Regions from separate parts of the Sus scrofa genome. Here region 1 is linked to region 2. A link is a contact called in public Hi-C data. All regions are on one chromosome and are shown on one strand. Each heading gives the region's core, a stretch centred on a gene start, on an enhancer-like site or on the middle of the called end of the contact. The rest is flanking DNA. Distances are from core to core; before and after follow the strand shown.

The links. A called contact is a pair of places that touch in the nucleus more often than the background predicts.
Region 1: a contact with region 2 is called in a Hi-C map of embryonic fibroblasts, with 2.1 times the contacts expected there. The contact joins the promoter of FAS here to the promoter of KLLN in region 2. A contact is called at or near these places in 1 of 47 Hi-C or Micro-C datasets (embryonic fibroblasts) and 1 of 2 datasets of contacts at active chromatin or transcription factors (alveolar macrophages).

Annotation. Positions count from the first base shown.
Region 1 is chr14:100,926,045-100,930,912 of Sscrofa11.1, reverse strand. It overlaps FAS (Fas cell surface death receptor), which reads right to left and starts at 3,608. Exons shown (of 9, transcript NM_213839.1): 1 at 3,576-3,608. The coding sequence starts at 3,605.
Region 2 is chr14:99,925,176-99,930,341 of Sscrofa11.1, reverse strand. KLLN (killin) reads left to right here and starts at 1,455. Exons shown (of 3, transcript XM_021073704.1): 1 at 1,455-1,538; 2 at 1,908-2,096; 3 at 2,099-5,166. The coding sequence starts at 1,455. The coding sequence ends at 2,671. It overlaps PTEN (phosphatase and tensin homolog), which reads right to left and starts at 286. Exons shown (of 9, transcript NM_001143696.1): 1 at 1-286. The coding sequence starts at 48.

The DNA of each region.
Region 1 (4,868 bases), core at 2,359-4,858, 1.0 Mb before region 2:
CTCTGGTACCTATTACAAAACATGTGCTCATTTAAGGGACTTTTGGAACCTAAGGTAATTTGCCAAAAGGCAAGTAAGTCACTGGGGGTTTTCAAGTGGGGGATTTCCTTATTCAGGTTTTTGATCATCTCTTAGAATATGATTATTCTGTTCTTGGCAGTTGTGGTATAGTGATCTGGCTTCCCTACAGCATGAGAGCAGCCTTCCAGAGACTCCTTTGAAGGATTGACACTGACGTGATTAAGAACTATTTAGAAATAAATTACTCGTCTAGTATCCCAAAGACACTTAGAAACAACACCCAAATCCCAGTCCTCTTTGCGTCTATTTCATCCTTTTCCTTCTCTAAACTCAGCGCAAGAGTAGAAACGTGTTCTAACCTAAACCCTAATTTGCCACTAAGGGTGGTAATTGTATCATGGAGATGGGTAATAGAAGATTTTTCTTTTATCTAATTGTTCTAGTTGTGGGGGACTGAGGGTTTCCTTATATCGGTTTCATTTTTGCATCCCAATCTTAACATTATTTATAAATTCGTGTCTTTCCATTCTGCTTGTTCATGTTCTCAATTATATTTCATAGGTTTATTTTATTCATAAGAATTTTCAAGTCTTTTATGATATAAGGAAAACCTCTTAACCACAAGAATAAACAGAAACACACTGGAGCCTATTTCATGTTACTTAGGCTGGGTTAAGGAAAATGATTAAACTATAAATAAACAACTGTTTTTTATTTTCTCCCTCAAACGCTTCTGTATGATTACTTATCAATACACTGGTTTCTTTGTCAACTTCCCTCTTCTCTCCCTCTGCCATAATTTTGACAACTGCTCTAAGAAATAAAGACGACAATGGCCATCTAGTAATCACCTAACCATAGACCAAAATGTTACAGCAGAAAACCTATCAGGACTAAATGCAGGGCAGCTATTTCCCACACACATTTCTAAAGTAAATTTGACTCTTTTTCTGTGTCCTCTAGACATTTGTGAATTGTTTTGGGAGTTCAAATGCACTTATTATAGGTGCCATGGAAATGACACCCAGAAACTAGGGGAGGGAAAACTAATTCCAAGAAGGAAAGAAAAAGAAGCAAAGAGGGGAAGCATGAGATATGTACTGACTACAGATCACACCAGAGACAACAGAACTAGAGAACATATGGAAAAGAAAAAATAGGCAGCTCCCGCCCATCTACTTCCAGCTGGTTGACACGATTAAGCCAAACTTGCTTCTGCATTCCATGCAATTAGCACTCCCACCCCCATTTTATTTATTATTGTGACTAGTAAGTAAGTACTACTAAGTATAAAGTCATAAAAACAAGCATTTTCTGGAGACACAAAAGATGACATAATGGATGGTGTGGAAACTTCTTTAAGAACAGAGAGTTGGGCTAGCAGTGGGTGTAAGACAGGATTCTGTGTAAATTTAAAAGAGTCATATTAGAAAAGAAAAATGCAGGATATGTTACAAAATGATAAACAATGACAATCTAGGTGATAAGGATATGTCAGATTTTTTTTTTACACATCTGTATTGATATATTTTATTCAATAAATCTTCATGTCTTAGACCATATATCATATATTATACTATTAATTTATATTTAATACACAATATTATAGGTATTATAATAATATGCATATATAAACACATGTACATATATATATGCATATGTGTCTGTATACACGTGTGTGCATTCTTTTAGAAAAGCACTTTCCTTGGTGCTTTTTTTTTTGGTCTTTTTTTTTGCTATTTCTTGGGCCGCTCCCGAGGCATATGGAGTTTCCCAGGCTAGGGGTCGAATCAGAGCTGTAGCTGCCAGCCTATGCCAGAGCCACAGCAACGCGGGATCCGAGCCGCATCTGCGACCTACACTACAGCTCACGGTAACGCCGGATCGTTAACCCACTGAGCAAGGGCAGGGAGCGAACCCGCAACCTCATGGTTCCTAGTCGGATTCGTTAACCACTGCGCCACGACGGGAACTCCTCCTTGGTGCTTTAAACTTGCCCATCTGGTAAAGATGTTATAAGTATAAAAGTTAAGCATAGCTCTGGGCGTTGATACCTTTGCTATGCTTACCAGCATTGTTGTCCCAAGACCTAAGAGAGATTTTCAAAACAACTAACACTGCAATAAGGCCACGGTTAATGATAAAGAGAAGAGTGTGGTCTGAGGTTGCATAAATGGTTTCTCAATTTTGAATCTTAAATTTTCTTGGAGGAAATTTCTAAAGGAGCCCAAATATGGTACATAATTTCTGAAAAATTCAGGGAGAATTCTTTTGTTTTTCTCCCCAATCTAAGATGGTTCCGGACATCACTGATTTTTCCTTTCAATTCTTGGTGTAATCTGGACATCAGGTGCAATCAACAAATGCCCAGGCTTTGGAATTGGGCCTAAATTAAATTCCAGCTCTGCCACTTACTGGTTGCACTCGGTCGAATTACCTAAGCTTTCTGCACCCCGTTTCGCCATCTGTAAAATGAATGTGAGGACATCTTCCTTACCTTGCAGCCGCTGCTGAGAATTGACTGTGATCACGTTTATAAACACTTCTATCACAGTGCCTGGCACTTTGGTGGGGCCAGCAAAATAAGAAGGCATTGCCTTTCAGAGAATTTGGAACTCAAATGAAACCAAACGTCTTTAATTAGCGACCATCAAGGTGGCATTTCCGAGGCAGGGACTCAAAAAGAGGTGGCTGCTGCTTAGGCTTCTAGGCCAAGTACCGGCTCCAGGCTCGCCACCCTGCGCAGGCGCGGTGGCAGTGGGTACCACCGCTTGAGCAGTGGGGGCAAGGTTCCTTCCCTCCCCGAGTTCAGCAAACTAAAGTGAAGAACAGGACGTTAAAAAATAAATAAATAAATAAAGGCCAAACCTAAGGTCGTGACTTACGATCGGTAGGAGAGGGATTCCCGGAAGGGAAACAGTTTCTTTTTCTGTGTCGTGATAAGAAGGTAAACAAACCTCTTGAGGCGCATTCAGCCCCAAGATAACCTTTTCAAGAAAGAAACAGTGACGTCCAAAGCCTCGGGTTTAACCATTGCCTCGGGACTGATTTACTCCCTAAATTTGTGACACGTTCAGAAAACGTGTCTTCAGAGAGCTCATATTCTCACCGTCCCACAGCTCACACATACACCCGCGCAGAGGAGGACCTTTGTGGTGACATGTAAGGACTTGTCCAGACGATCCCCTCCTCTCTCGGGTAGGGCTCTCCCTCTGGCGACCCCCAAACATCCCAAGTCCCCGCCTGCCCCCGGCTCCCACCTCTCTCCGCGCCGCGAACAGGGCCCCCTGGGGCCGCGCGGTGCTGTTTTGCCTGCCGCGCAGGATCGCCGCTTCTCCTCCAACCCCAGGAAAGACGCGTTCCCCGGTTTCCTGAGACCTCGCCCTCAAGGAAAGTCCTAGCAGCCCTGAAAAGCCAGACTGCCAAACACCAGCCAAGCCCGGACGCCCACGCGCATCCCCTTAAGGTCATCGGAGCGCGTCCTGCGCGCTCCTCTAAGCGCCAACCTCTTGACCCAGCGGGGAGAGGCCCCCGCTAGGCAGGAGAGGACTTACCAGTGACAGGAGAACCCAGATCCCGGACATGGCTGTGGAGCCTCTCCAACTGCTAGCAGAGCAGGTCACACACCCCGTGAGAAGTGACAGTCCCGCCCTGCCCCTCCCCGCGCTCCAGCCAGCTCAGGAGTAAGTTCCCCGCCAAGGGCCCGCCCCCCGCGCTCAAGCCCAGTTACTTCTCCAGCCGCTTTCTTTTCTCCAGAAGCGTCTCAGAACACCTGCGTGTGGCTCTTCTGAGAGACCAGAAAAGACCTAAAGAAATGCCCCCGGGCCCTGGGGAGGAGGAGGGGAGTGGGGTGGCAGAGGAAGCTTTTCTGGGGAACGCCGGGTTTGGGGAAGGCGCCTTTGATTCAGCAACTCAGCCTGGGCGCGGGGGTGGCGGGACGTGGTGGGGGGTGGAAGAGCGGAGAGAGAGTCAGAGTCAGGGTTTGTTGCACAAATGGGCATTCCCCGTTGGGGTTGTTTCCGCTGGCATGTCTGGTTCAGGTGAGAACCCTGAGAGCCGGCTTGCTGTCTTTGCTACACTCTTTTGCCATTCAAACGGGGAAGGCTGGGGAGGGCTAGGGTACAGAGCGCAGACTTCCCGCCTCCTTGCAGGAGCCAGGGCCAACTGCCGGGAACTCAGAGAAGACCCAGCCTTCACTCAGCTCCGCGTGCCTGTAGGGGTGGGAACAGGAGAGTCTCACAGGAGCGCCGGACTAGTGTTTTGGTAGTGACAGTTATCAAACGAAAAGCTTCAGAGTGTGTGCTCTGGAGATTCTGAAGAGGGAGCACCCCTTGGCTTTTATTTCTCTAGAGGAGAGGGAGGCTAACTCCTATGACAAATCACACAGTTCCAGCCCTATTAGAAGTTCGCAATTACTTCCTCTCCTTTGTTACTCATTATTTCCTCTCTAATTTTCTTTAAAAAAAAAAAAAAAAGCACTTTTAGTGCTTTGGTTAACACTCACTCAAAGTCACTATTGTTTTGGAAAAGATGATCTGTTTAGCTAGTTCTGCAAGGATTTTACAGAAGGGAAGTTTGTATAATGGCATCATTAATGAGCATGTTTCTGAAAGTAGTTCCTAAGCTGGGAACAGATGCAGGGGTCAGTATCTCTGGCAACGTCCACATAGCTCTGCATCTCACTCTGTTGCCCATTAAGAATCTCCTTCCCCTCCTTCGGCCTGACCTGGCACTGGCTTGTTCCTTATCCGTCAGATTCCCTCTTGGAGGACATTTTCTTCTGCCAGCCTTTCCAGGCTCTAAAGCCTGGGTTAGGTCACTTTCCTAAATACTTTCACTGACCTTGT
Region 2 (5,166 bases), core at 206-2,705:
ATATCTCCTTTTGTTTCTGCTAACGATCTCTTTGATGATGGCTGTCATGTCTGGGAGTCTGTGGCTGAAGAAAAAGGAGGAGAGAGATGGCAGAAGCTGCTGGTGGCGGGGCTTCTTCTGCAGGATGGAAATGGCTCTGGACTTGGCGGTAGCTGATGCCCCTCGCTCTGCTGCCGCTTGGCTCTGGACCGCAGCCGGGTAATGGCTGCTGCGGCGGCTGCTGGATGGTTGCAGCGACTGGGCCTGCTTCTCCTCAGCAGCCAGAGATCTGGCAGCGGCGGCAGCGGAATGGGGAGAAGACGAATAATCCTCGGAAAGGCTGCCTCCTCCGGCGGCCTCTGGAGCCCGGGCCAGGGGGGGTGCGGCGGCGGCGGAGGGGAGGTTTAAAACCGGCCCGGGTCCCTGGATGTGCCGCCGCCGCCGCCGCCGTGTTGGAGGCAGTAAGAGGGGAGAGACCAACTCTCCGGCGTTCCCAGCCCTGGAAATGATGACAGGCGACTCCGACCCCCTCCCCGGAGCTGCAGCCGCCGCCGCCGCCGCCGCCGCCGCTTCTCCCCCCCGCTCCAGGAGCGGGAGGTGCCGCCGCCGCTCCTCAGCCGGCTCCCGCCCGAGCCCACGGCTTCCACCGTCCCTTTCAGAAGAAGCCGAGGAAGAGGCTGCACGGTTAGAAAAGAGGACGAAGAGGAGGCGAGAAACGCCGCCGCTGCCGCCGCCGCCGGCCGGCCGGCTCCCCGAGGGCGCTGCCCCCGCGGCTGCTCACAGGCGTTGAGAGGGGCTCTGGGCCGCGGCCGCCGCCGTCTCTCATCTCCTTCGCCTGAGCCCGGTCTCGCCTCACAGCGGCCCAACTCTCAAACTTCCATCATGGCTGCAGCTTCCGAGAGGAGAGAACTGAGCGCAGCCGCGTCCCGGCTCCGAACGGGTATCCTGCCGCAGTGCACAAAGAGTCCCGCCACATCACCGCCCGCCAGCCTGCCCGCCCCCTCCGCCGCCGCGCTAGGGGCAGGGGCGCCTGGGAGCCCGAGGGGAGGCGGGAGGCGGGAGGCGGGCCGGACCGCGCCAGGGGAGAGACGCGCAGGGCAGGGCTGGGGTTTTAGGGAGGGGGCAGAAGCGGCAGCTCTGGTGCGAGCGCCGAGTCCCCAACCTGCTGGCGCCACTGAGCATGCCCAGTATGACTGCCCGGGGCTCGCTCGGGCTTGTTCCGAGGCCCCCTCCTGAAGCTGCACTTGCTGCGGCTGCTTCTGCAGCAACGCAGGGTGGGGGGACGAGCTGAACCATAGCCTGTGCCCAGCAACGCAACCCGAGGCAGAATAGGCTGTTGCGAGCGAGACAGGGGGGTTAAGGTGAAGGCTGAGGCAGGTTCTTTGAGCAGTGTCACTGACGCGAGTCTGAGGTTACCTGTGCACAGGTGGGAAAGACCAGGTGACTGCGCTGGTAGTGTACCGGGAAGCGCAAGGATGGTCCCTACAGCGAGGACACCTCTCCCCTTGCCCCCAGATTTCCCTGGCACGGCCTGCAACCCCCCGTCCTTTTGCACCGCTGTCGGATCACAATCGTTCGCAGGGATTTGACTGCAGCAGCCTCTGCCAAAAAATCCACCTATCCCCCACCCCCACCCGTGTCCTCAAGGTGTCAGTCTTAATACAAAGAATCCCCTATTGTGTCTCTAGTGTGTATCACCTCATCCGGCTCCCTTGCATCGCCCCACCTCCCGCTTCCCCGGCAACCTGGTTCATTTGCCCTAAAATTGAAAGGTCCAGCAGAGCGTGCTGAATATGAACACATCGCCCCTGAATTTCTAGATCCCAAAGGACAAATGTCCAGGTGAAATGAAAGCTGATACCCGACGCTGGGATGCACCCCAGCCCCCTGGAGAGCAGAGAGCATCTCTCCCCTCGGGGTTCCAGTAGGGTTCACCGCGTCGAACTGAGCCAAAGACTCCTCGCCCCGCCCCCTTTTGGGCCGCTGTGAAAACCTGGCTGGCTGGATCGCCCCGGGGCCCGGTTCCGCGCTCCACCACCCGGGCGGAGACTCGGGTTGCTGGGCCGGAGAGTGAAGTACGCGACGGTAGGAAGCTGCAGCCCCGGCGAGTGGGCGGAGCCGAGGAGACCGAGGAGGGTTCAAAAAGAGGTGGAGGGATATACGGGCCACAGTCGGAACTACTTTCAGGGGGAGGTCACGTGTGATCCTAGTTGGGGAACTTTCCAAATTCCCACTCCCATTTGATAACTCCAGAGGCAAGTGTTTCGCTTCTTTTGCCCAGAGGGCTCCCGCCTTTCAGAAGCAGAGGGACCCCAGAGCCTCCTGGGTCTTGGTGGAAAGACAGGTTCAGACGAGCCTCCCGCTGAAGCGCTGTCGGGACTGGAGCCTGAGGAGCTGGTTACACAAGCACCCACATCCAAGCACGTGCCCCCGCCTCCCCTCGCCTTGGTCGCTGCCGTTGATTCTTGCAAATCTTAGAGCGAGACTTCCCAAACTGGTCGCACCCTTCGCCTGCTACCCCCAGAGCAAGCTAGAGGCCGGAAAACTGAGACTCCGCGTTCTAGATTCCCTAGCACCGCGACTTCTCAAACCCTGGGGGTCTGGAGCTAGTACACTACCCCTTAGGGCGAAACTTTCAGGTACTGTATTCTTGGGGCAAAAGGGTATCTCCGGGCAGCAGCCCGCTGCGTGAATTTAACGATGTTGCAACAAACTTTGTCACTGCCTCTGAGCTGGTGAGCGTGCCCCACCTACTGTAGACTCAGCCAAGTGACTTATCTGGTCGGAGAACCTAGTCAATGGCCTTCAGCCCAGAACAAACTTGTCAAGTCTGCTTACTTGGGACTGATAGACCTATCCCGTGAGGGAGCTGATTCAGAAAGGCTGACAACCAGAGCGCATTGACCAGCTGCAAAGTGAATTGTCCACCTTCGTTTGGAGAGGGTGGGCAGCAATACCAACCTAGAATTCCTTCTTTCTATCCCCTAGGAAGTAGAATTCAAGTAGAATTCGAGTCCAAAAGTATTTAAGTTGATAGGTTGAGGTACTAATAGTCTTTTAGATCTGAGAGAATGGAATCAGTTTGCATTTGTATTGCTGTAATTTTGAGTAGGTGCCTAGGAAGGTCTAAAGAGGATTTATTCAGTGTAAGAGAAAGAATATGGTATATGAGCACATTACAGTTGCAGGCAGCCCCTGAAGACTAGAAACCCCAAGAGAGCTAGTTTAGAAGCCACAGACCATTACCTAATTCCAGGACTACTAATTAAACCAGGGATATTTACACTATTCTTAGAGATCTCTGAGGTTCCATAAAACTTTAAATTTACATGCAACCTCCTTTTAAGACAGCGCTTCAAGAGTTAGCCACCTGCTGAATCTTCAGTGTTGGTAATTATTGGAGACTGGTTTTGTGTATGGTCCTGGTCAGCCTAGGGGAAGAAGAGGCCACGAATGGAAAAAGAAATAGAGAGCAGCCTAGAAAGAGTAGAAGAAAGGCCTCTAATTGGTTTCCAAAGATGAAAATCTTGGAGTTCCCGTGGCTTACCAGGTTAAGGATCCAGTGTTGTCACTGCAGCTGCTGTGGCATGGGTTCGATCCCTGGCCTGGGAACTTCCACATGCTGTGGGCATGGCAAAAAAAAGAAAGAAAGAAAATGAAAATCCTGTCCATGCAGCCTAGTGTAAGCTAGAGATTTCTTTATTTTATAAATCACCAAGAATAAGAACTTCCTGATTTCTAGGTGTTCCAAGAGATTGAATGATAAGAACCTGAGAGCTATGTTCAAATGCTTAAGGAGGAAAGAGAAAATGAAGATAAAGTTAAATGAAGTGAAGTGATTAGGGAGGGTTAAAACATCCCATGTTTTTTTCTCAGGTTACTGATCTTGTCCCCAAGAGTTCCTGTTATTAGCACTGCCCTACTTTGCCCAGACCCCTCTGCCCCGCCTATGTGAAGATTAGTCTCACAGTATCTGAGACTAATACTGTCTCAGAACTGAAATCCACTTCCTGGGAAGAAAATGGATTCATTCCTGCCCTGTTGGAGTTAGACATGAGGAGAGAGAATCCTTTCCAATTCTCGTGGCTCAAGTTACTCTGGTGCAGAGAGGGTGGGCATCACCAGCATTAAAGTGCTGGATTATGAGACTGGACTACAAGCACTTCAATCTGCTGAAGGAAGAAAATGGGAAATAAGTTTTGCTGCTATTCTAAACATCAAGTCCCTCTACTTCTCTCTAGTGGTGAGTGAAAGGACCACCAATGTTGGCAGATAACTGGCCAGCCTTACAGCAATATCAGGTGGTTATTAGAAGTTAATGAATAAAAATGTCCTCCGTTTCCTAGTGTCAAGTGGGTTCCTGTATGAAATCCTTTTTTCAAATTTTGTTTTTCTTCACTGTCTCCTACCCAAGAGATCTCTTTACTCAGGTGGTAGAGCTGAAACCTCTAAATAGCTGACCCCATTTATTGTATAGAAAGTTTAAAAAACATTTTTTTTTTCATTTTCAATTGCAAGTATCTGCTTGGCTGTACAGATATTACAGGACATTGGTTCCCAGACACTTCAGTTCTTTACCTGTCTGGATTCACATTGTCCTAGAGAGAAACAGAGGCTTGTAACAAAGAAAGAATTATATAAAGCTTCAGGGAGACTAACTATATAGAACAATTAGTGAACAAGATAATCCAGCTTTAATTATAGTTGCTAACAGCTGATTCCAAAACTGTTTTGTTACTGCACTCAAAGAGTATCCAAAGAAAATTCCTTTCTTATTTTCTTTGATAATTGAAATGACCAGCAACTTGATGGGGGTGATATAAATAGTTTATGTGCTCTTTGTAGGTCCTGCTGCTAAAATGTCGTTGTTGAACATTCTGATTGCTATAGTGCCTTTCTCATCTCCCACACACTGACCTTTCAAATAGAGATCTAAATCAATGGCTTTAATTTTTAAGCAATCTTCTCTATTTTTATCTGCTTAACCACTGTTTTCTAAATAACAGAGAATAAAAAAATATATAATAATTATAGGTTTTAGTGTAAACCATCCATTCTTCCAATGATGTGAAGGCTTTTCCCTTATTTCATTTATCCTAATTACAAATATTGCTGTTCTTTTAAATAAAGATATTTTGCTTATTTTTCTCTGGAAGGTACCAGGATGGATCATATAAGCAACCGTAT